2 separate regions of the Sus scrofa genome follow, and region 2 is linked to region 1. Evidence: chromatin contacts called from public Hi-C data. All regions are on one chromosome and are shown on one strand. The core of a region is the stretch at or near the end of the contact, and the rest is flanking DNA. Distances in the headings are between cores, read along the strand shown. Region 1 overlaps LOC102159394 (a long non-coding RNA gene). Region 2 overlaps LOC110259422 (a long non-coding RNA gene).

Region 1 (4,525 bases), core at 1,909-4,408:
TATCATGCACCATCTTTCCTCTACTCACCTTCAGCTTGTTCTCCTTTCACTCTGGCATGACCTGCTCACCTAGCAGCAATTTCTAAAATCAATAGTAGCCCTTTATTGAGTGCCTCTCTCTTCTCACAGCCTTTTCCTGATGTGACCCACAAGGTCCTTTCTTTCCTGAGAAGTCTGTTTATATTCCAGAATTCTCTTGGGCTGTGTTCTACCAGAGGAGCTGGGCACTCCCTCACTTGCCTAGTGATGCAGTAACAATATGTTGTCCTTTTAAATGAGCTAATCTCAGCAGTTTTCTGAAAAGGGTTCATAATCCATAGGAGTATCTGAGATGACAAAATTCCAAAAATCCCTGCTGTGTTGGTCAGGAGTGGAGGGGACACTCACTATGTCTCAGGTCCTTCATACCTGCTGCCTTTTCATTCACTGACATGTCCTGGTTGCGGATGAGTGGGAAGCCTGGGTCTTGAGGAAGTATTATTTTTAAAATAATAGTGCTCTTTAGTACCTGTTGTCCTGATCACCTTTTCTTGCTTTATTTTTTTATTTTATTTATTTATTTTTTTTGCCTTTTAGGGCCACACCCGCGGCATATGGAGATTCCCAGGCTAGGAGTCTAGTCAGAGCTACAGCTGCTGGCCTATGCCACAGCCACAGCAACACTAGATCCAAGCCGCGTCTGTGACCTACACCACAGCTCATGGTGTAGGGGGATCTTTAACCCACTGAGTGAGGCAGCCAGGGATTGAACCTGAAACCTCGTGGTTCCTAGTCAGATTCGTTTCTGCTGAGCCAGGACAGGGGAACTCCTGGTCACCTTTTCTATTCTTTCTTTGTATAGCAGGCTCACAGTTTAATATCCCATGGGCCACATCCTACTGTGTTGTTACTTGGTCTCAACCTCTGTGCATTACCCCCACCCGCTACCCCGCTCTCATTCCAAAAGCTACCAGAGGTGTAATTAGTGATTATTTCTCCAGAAGCACCTTGAAGGAAATATAAGAACACTGAGGTAAGATAGTGTTGCTTCCTGGATTCAGGGAAGAATTTGGAAAGGTTGGGGAGAGGTACAGTGTTGGAGGGCAAAATGCATTCTGCCCTTTATCTCCTCTGTGAAATCACTGATAAAGCATCTTCCTGTGTGCAAAGTTGGGGCACATAAGTATTTCCCAGCCTTGGATAGCATTAAACCTTTTACTATGGAGTGCCCATATTAAATGGAGTGCACTTTATCCAGAAATGAAGAAATATGATTCTAAGTAAATGATTTTGAACACTCCTTATAGTGGGGCACAGAATAAACATTTTATAATTTTTTATATTCTTTTTAACCCCTTTGGAAATAGCTAAATAGCTAATCAATACATTTGCTTGCATCTTTTCCATTTCCCTCCTTTTCTCCTTTTCTTTCCTTCATCTTTTCTGTGCCATCTCTTTATCTTCAGTTGTAAATTTTTTATTTTCATTTGTAAACTCAATAAAAACACATATGCATGCACACACACACACACACAGGTTATTAACAATCAGTTTTGCTTTGGGAAAGCTCCATTTTTCTGTTTCAGAATCATAGGATTTCATTAATAATATTTTTCTATTTATCTGAATCACTTCAAAATAAAATACTACTAACAAAGGAGCTTATTTCTAAACAATTAATGGTGTATGCTATAGACAGTATGGTCATAGAAAAGTTTCTATGATTATTTTTGTTATTAATCACTATAATTACTCTTTGATTACAATGATGATTAACTCACAGAGAATAAAGCGTGTGCTTATCTTTTTGATCTTCTATTTGCAAAGGATTTGTGTTCTTCCATCCACACATTCTCACCTCACCCTTACATAGCTGTGAGATTGTAGTTTATGAAGTCTATAGCCACAAAGTGACTCACACTGGAGAATAAAAGCCTGTGGTTTCCCTTACATTATCCCTAAGCTGCAACCTTTAAACTCCTTAGGTCAGTGATGATTAATTAAGTATTCTAAAACGTGAATGTGCATGCATACATACTTCTCATAATAAACACTTGTCTGTGCTCCTTTTTCATGACTTTCCCAAAGAGTCATTCAAGCCATTTTTCATATTTCAAGCTATACTATTTAGTGCTTGAAACTCAAGTAGAGCTTGACAATGATTTTTGGCTTGTCACTAGTACTGGGTGAGTCTTATCATTTGCCAATCCACATAAAATTAATTAAAATAAATGAACTACCTAAGCATGATTTTATCAGAAAGTAAATAACAGTGGACATAGAACATCCATATGTATCCATATGTTCACTTTGATTTTTCAGGACCTTAGATCCCTAAGTGCTGGTTGTCTGCTACTAGCAGGAGCAGGAGAACTGACCCTCTAAAAGAAGAGAAAGCTCTAGTGAGGATGGAACAATCCAGCACAGGGAACACTTCATCAGAGTGCCTCAGATTCAGATTCCTGGGCCTCGCCTCAGGGCCATTGAGCCACAATTGCAGGAATCTGCATTTTAACTAGCTTCTCTGTTGTTTCTTATGTATGTTTTGTTTGCAAGCCACTGCCTTAGTGCAGGGGTAAGCACAAAATCTGCAAAGTCCTAATTCTGTAACTCTACCTTTTCTCCATTATTCATTCCTGTTCTCCCAACTCAACAAGCTTTGTGGAACTTGTAAGTTAGTGAATGCCTTTCCAAACAGTAAGAATGAGAGTTCAGAATGGCACGAATTTTTCCATTGCTGGTCTTGGTTCATATTTTAAGACATACCACATGTATTCTGCCCATTGTAGTTGGAAAAGTGATAATGTAGGGACCCAATTCTCTTAAATTTCTGTACACTTCTTCATCTTCACTTCTCTAAGGAGTAGTGCTTATTTTTTCTTGGGTGGAATATGCTCCTTGGATCTCAGAATCCCAGCCTGTAAAATAGGCTCTGGATCCAGGAACCTCTACCTTAGTGACAGTTGGCCCACAAACACGTGCACTCAGTGATTGCTGGCTGCGGTGAGCCTAGGAGCCCTGCAGCCAGGACTAGCATTGTTCTTGATCACTTAGGATATGTGGCTTTTCATGAAAGAGTCTTTCAGTCAATACCAGTGTTCCTTATGACCTTGCAATTACCTCTATCTGCTGAGCAGTCACGAGGGGCCTTCACAACACTGGCATCCCAGGCAACACGGTGATCCACATTCCCAGCCTTTAACCTCTCTCCATACCCAGCTGCTGCCACTAACCTCTCTTGGATCCAGATATTTTTAACACCTCACATTAGGGGTTCTCTGCTGTGCCCAATTCTTGTTCCAGTGTTTCTTTGACATGAACAAATATATTCACGTGCTGGCTCACAGCAGTGAGTGTAGTGAAGGTTTTTTTCATTAAAAATTTTTCTCCTATTTTATAAAACCAAAAACATTAAATAACCATGAAGTCCTTTGTGTCAGCTTAGGCTTATAGAGCACTGAAAAGTTCAAAGCTATGTGTGGTAATATCATTTTGAGGGTAAGAGCTTTCTTGTTTTGTAACCAGGGTGCCCAAGTGGGAAAAATATGGCCAGCTGGTCTGTAGTGTATTACAAAGTGATTTTGTTTTGCTCTCTAATTTCATAGGTTAATATTGGTGTTTTAATTATTCGAAATGCTGATGTGATAGTCTACTTAGAGCAGTAGGGAGAGGCAGGGTATGCCTTTGCAGACAGGAACCCACCAATATGGCCCAGAGTCCTCTTGGGATTTCAAAGGCGGCAGAGGAAACTCCTTCTACTGGGTAACGAAAACTTCCTTTTCTATGATTTACACACAGCCCAGTAAAGAGTCTCATCCATTCAGGAGCCTCACAGAGGTTGCATGACTTGTTTCCAGTTATAAAATTACTAAGCAGTGAAAAGGAGACTACAGCCAAGCTGCCTACTTCTGCTCTGGTGTTCTTTGGACAGCAGTCAGTCTTCAACGCTAAGGAGAAAGCATTCATGATCCTTCAAAGGCAGATGAGGGACAAGTCATTGACCTTCACTAACACCCCTTTGAGATGCAGAGAAGTGACTGAATTTATTTGAAAGTCTTGTAATTTTTCATATTTTGCTTTGACACCTCTGTCTTTCCCAGTTGTTAGAAATGGATATTATTTACTGATTATTTTGCTTGCAATTGATTTGCATACTGTTATTTCATATTGTTAAATGGTTTGCTGATTAATGACTAATGTTGATTTGGACTAAATGTAATAGAAATTTATTTGTAAATTTAGATATATAATTTAGCTGCTAAATGGTATCATGGAGCTGTTGGAGGTGATTTTAGACTAATTCCTTGCAGGGAAACTCTGCCCATAATTTCCTCCCCTATCCTATATTAATGTTTTAAGCTCCCCTCTCTTTCTTTTTTTTTAAAAAAATTCATTTGCATGTCTGGATTTTTTTTTTTTTTGTCTTTTTGTCTTTTCTTGGGCCGCACCCGCAGGCATATGGAAGTTCCCAGGCTAGGGGTCTAATTGGAGCCGTTGCCAGCGGCCACAGCAACGCTAGATCCAAGCTGCGTCTGTGACCTACACC
Region 2 (4,487 bases), core at 5-2,504, 710 kb after region 1:
GACCAATAAATTTGACAGAAGTAGTACAAGTTTGATAAGATTTCATGTCATAATTTCCCACCTTAATATTTGCCGGCTAAAGGCAAAAATAAATCTGGAGGTCAAGGAAAGGCAAAGAGATGTTCAATGATCATGGTAATCTTTCTAAATTCTAATAATGCAACTGCATAAAGATACATATATATAAATGAACTTATAAGAACTTAGTAGCATGTGTGTGATTTAGAGGAAACAGTGTAGGAATTATATTTAGATAATCTTGGTTTGAAGATGTTGTACCACTTATTTGGGCAAGTTATTCAATCTTAACAGCCTCAACTGAGTGACAAAATAGAGATGGGTAACAAGTTTATAACATGGTTGTGAGGATTAAATTATGACACATTAATGTTGAATAGATTCCAGGATTTTAGTGTGACGGAATGACTATATGAGAGAGATTATCTTTGTGGTATTGTCTGCAATAGCATCTTCAGGCCAGAAAATGATTAGAGGTCCCAACAGATCCAAAGTAAATTCTAAAAAGCTATAAAATCAAGAGAATGGAAACCACATGCAACTTAATAGGGTCTCAATTCACTAAGCGACTCCTGACCAATGTGAAAATCTCACAGAGACATGTGGGTTATATTCAGCTGGATGGGTTTTGAATGCTTTTTAAATACTCTTTAATTTGTTGTTGTTTTTAATGAGCTGATTGAGAATGTCTCTGGTCTGCTAAAGGAGCATTTTATTTGTTTCTTCATGCTTTCTCTTTTCTTCTAATTTTCCTCTCTCTGTTTTCTGCCTCTTCTTCCATTACATAAATAGATAGGCCCATGCCATATGTGTAATTTGCTTCAATTTCACTCTTTATCCCCTCATAGAAAGCTGTTTTAAATGGACTATACCAACAAAACTAGAGGTGCTAACTAGATCAAATGGTTAATTCTGAAATTTTCTGAAGCCTTTCTGTAACGTTTATATTGGCTTTTTTATTTAGTTTCTAGGAAAATTTTTATCATTGTAACAGTTAATTCAAATCCCAGCAAGACCTGGTAAGCAAATAATTTGCCAAGTTTTAACTCGAAGTACTCCTTAGCCTTTACCAAAAGAAGGACCAATTTGAGGTGTATTTCTATAATGGGTGAGCCTTCTGTCTGAGTATTCCATTACCTCATTCATTTTAAAGTCAATTTAGAACTCATGGACAGTGCCAAATTTACAGCCCTGAGTCCAGACTCCCTTTTTTAGTCTACAGAGCAGGCACTGCATAAGTTATCTTGCTGCAAGCCTTCTGAGCTAGCCCCACTCCATCATATCCTTATTCCTGAGGGGACACAGGGGTTTCAGATTCTTGGTCTATCCAATAATGTAAGTACCATTAAAGATCAGCAAATCTAGCTTGCAACCTCAACTTCCTATCTGATGGGATATTAGTGTATCACTAACAAAATGGATTGGCAAAGGCAACCAGGCTCTAAAATGCCCAAGATTCAAGCCACTGAATCCTTTTACATCCACTCTATGATTACAAATTAGTAATCAGGAAGTATACAAAATATTTAATTTTTTTAGATGTTCTAAAGAGCTATTCCCTGAGAAACTTGGACCACTAAATGAGCAGAATCTTGGTTCAAGAAATTACAGATTAGACCATCTTCTCGAAGAAGAAATGATGTCAGGGTTGTTTAGGGAGTTAAGACTATTTGTGTGTGCATACTCCATCTATAATTAGCATTTTCTAAGGGATGGGCTAAAGCATTGCTAGTGTAGGATTACCTGTGCTATTTCACAGTATCACTGCTATTGTAGGGTTGGTTACATCATTCTGTCAAATGTCCTGATGCCTGAGGGAACAGAGAGCTTTGGCCCCACCCGAAGGCTTGCTTTTCCTCACACAAGTCCTGACCTTTGTTGTCATGCCTTTTTCCTATAGTTTCTTCTGCCTGAAAATATTCAAGTTCCCTCTAGGTGTCCAATGTGAACTTTGCAGGGATATCAGGTGGGTGATATCTGGAACGCTGTGCTTTTGGAAATAGTTAAAACTATGTCCAAGGGGAAGTTCAAAATTGGGAAAGACATCTATTTTTCAAGTGTAGGAACAAGCAACTGAAAACTAGGTCAAGGGATCTGAGATTTAAGAAGGGAGTAAACTCGAAGAGTCTAAGTAAGAACAAAGTTTTTTAAAAGGTGAAGTGTGTCCAGGGCTCATTTTTAACAGGATAGGACAGTGTAGTTCAAGGACGTATCAGTCTGCTTGGAAGTATAGAGTTAGAATAGACAAGTGTGCCTTCAATGTCTTTTCCACCTCCCGATGCTGTTTTCATTCCTTACAGCCCAATTCGAATATCATCTATCTGAAGCCTTCTGAAAGTCTCTTTCCTGACTCTCAAGAGAATGAATCATTCCCTCTTCTGAGCTCTCTCAAAACATACTCAAATTGCCTAGTTTGGAACCTATCATTTCAATATAGTTAGTTATAGATTTATCTTCCAAGTGGAGACTAGGCATGGTATTTCATTCCTCTTAATATTCCTAAAACCTAATGATTTCATAAGATGGATGCATAATTCAGATTAGATGAATTGAATTCAAATGTTACTTGCATCCTACATGAGATCAGGTTATGCATATAACAGGTCACAGAAGCTTTAATGAACCGGAATTTATTTCCTACTTGATTAATTCCACAAGCACCATAAAAGATGTTTTAGCATTCCCGTGGATTAGATGAGAAATTTGTGAACAAACTGGATACAAAAGAAAAAAAAATAGATAAAGCTAAACAAAAATGTTACTGGAATTATCCTGTGTATATGGATCAAATGAGGCAAGTTTCGAATAGAAGATAAATTTACTTTCTGCAGCTGACTCAAGGAAAAGCTGGTAGGATGATGGAGGAAGAAATAATTCCATTGAGCCACCTACTGTGGAAGAATATTAAATATCTATGATAATTGTGATACCAATAACTTTTTCAAATGCAAAGAATGGTATTTATATTACTGCAGTGGCATGCGTGAAACATTTGGATAATTTTAGTTCAAGGTTTTAATCTCTCTGATTTTCAGAGCTTTCACAATTGCAGTGCCCTGTCATGTTCGGGAAGGAGCGCTTATTCATAAGAAGCTGTATCTTCATTCTTTAGTCATTCGGAAAAATGGGTCATAGATCATGTCATGTTGTCTGTAACCTAGTTAGAATTCTAGCAGGAGGGAAATTTCAAAACCATGATTTCATGTAGGAGCCTTTAAAAACTCATTAGCTGCTAATAATTATACTAATATCTAAAACACTTAAAATCATGGAGCTAATTTCTACAAAAGATAGGCAGTAAACGTGTTCTAGGGAAGTTTTCTCTTTCAACTCTCTGGGAACAAAAGAGAAGGCAGTTCAGGCCTCTAACGTGACACCCTATTTCAGATGCAGAAGAGAGAGTTTCACAGAAGCCTCGCATCGTGAGTTAGCGGATTCTAAAATGAAAAGCAAGAATATTAGAGCAACATCTCAAAATGTGACTCTGGGCACTGGAGAAGCCTCTCCACTTGTGATTGATTTGCATTTCTGCCTATGTCTGAATTCGTATTCCATAAGCACAGATGGAGGTGTGATATATTTTTTTTGAGCACATCTATTTATTCAGATACCGGATTCAGTCTCTGAGTAGAGAGATGGTAAAGGCTGCTGTGAGCAGATGGCACATAGGCACTATGACTTCAGAAACAACATTCTTTCAAGATAAGTGGCACAGTAATAATAATAATACTTAGCACATATATTGCACTTTTGGTCTGCCAACATTAACTAATTAATCTTCAGTAGACCCTTGTGAGATAAGTAAGTGCTTATAATTATCTCTATTATGCAGTCAAGTCAACTAAGAATGTGTCTGCACATACTGTGGGAGAATTGGCCCAAGTTAAGGACCGGGTGGATCCAATTTGCATGGCTCTTTAAGATTTCTGCTCTCATAGCAGAGACTAGTATTTCTAGACACCCTGCTGTTTGAGGCACCAAGTAGATTTGAAGCAGGATATCAACTGCAAGACATTTATTTCATTCAGAAGGTTTCTGCAGCAGGGATCCAAAATAGGTCTGAGAAAAGTTGAGTCATTTTTTTAAAGCCCGAGAGGCCATGGCTGGCCAGAAGCAGGTGTGGAATTACAGAGTCTCTGCGTACTTCTCTTATTTAAACTAGGCAATTTGACTCCCTGTATCTTTCAAGGATATTCTTTAAATTTTTTAACAAAATAGAGAGTTCAGAGAACTCTGAAGTTTCCTGTTAATATCTGCTGTATGTGAAGTTTTTCCACCACAAATGGGTTCAATGTGCCCTATGGCTTGGACTAGATATTAATAATCCACATCAAAATGAAGGTCTAGTGAGCTTCTTGGGACCTTGAATTTCTTAGATTTGAGGTTTTGATGTTACTAACATGCAGGAGCAAAATTATCTGTCCTCAGGGTCTGAAATTTGGGATTATTGGAATATACCATGATATCAA

The links. A called contact is a pair of places that touch in the nucleus more often than the background predicts.
Region 2: a contact with region 1 is called in a Hi-C map of skeletal muscle, with 6 times the contacts expected there. The contact joins two enhancer-like sites. A contact is called at or near these places in 2 of 5 promoter capture datasets (fetal skeletal muscle and skeletal muscle), 5 of 47 Hi-C or Micro-C datasets (embryonic fibroblasts, fetal skeletal muscle, psoas muscle and 1 more) and 1 of 2 datasets of contacts at active chromatin or transcription factors (skeletal muscle).

What each region holds. Positions count from the first base shown.
Region 1 is chr2:96,288,088-96,292,612 of Sscrofa11.1, forward strand. All of the region lies in intron 1 of LOC102159394 (a long non-coding RNA gene), which reads left to right. It also overlaps a transcript of MEF2C not described here. Among named protein-coding and RNA genes, the nearest start is that of MEF2C, 73 kb to the left of the region's middle. Within about 2 kb of position 3,159, at least 2 of the 83 cell types and tissues checked have an H3K27ac peak or open chromatin away from gene starts, as enhancers often do. A contact at or near this core is called in fetal skeletal muscle and skeletal muscle, where this site is marked.
Region 2 is chr2:97,002,032-97,006,518 of Sscrofa11.1, forward strand. The region is part of intron 4 of LOC110259422 (a long non-coding RNA gene); the gene reads right to left. Among named protein-coding and RNA genes, the nearest start is that of CETN3, 590 kb to the right of the region's middle. Within about 2 kb of position 1,255, at least 5 of the 83 cell types and tissues checked have an H3K27ac peak or open chromatin away from gene starts, as enhancers often do. A contact at or near this core is called in fetal skeletal muscle and skeletal muscle, where this site is marked.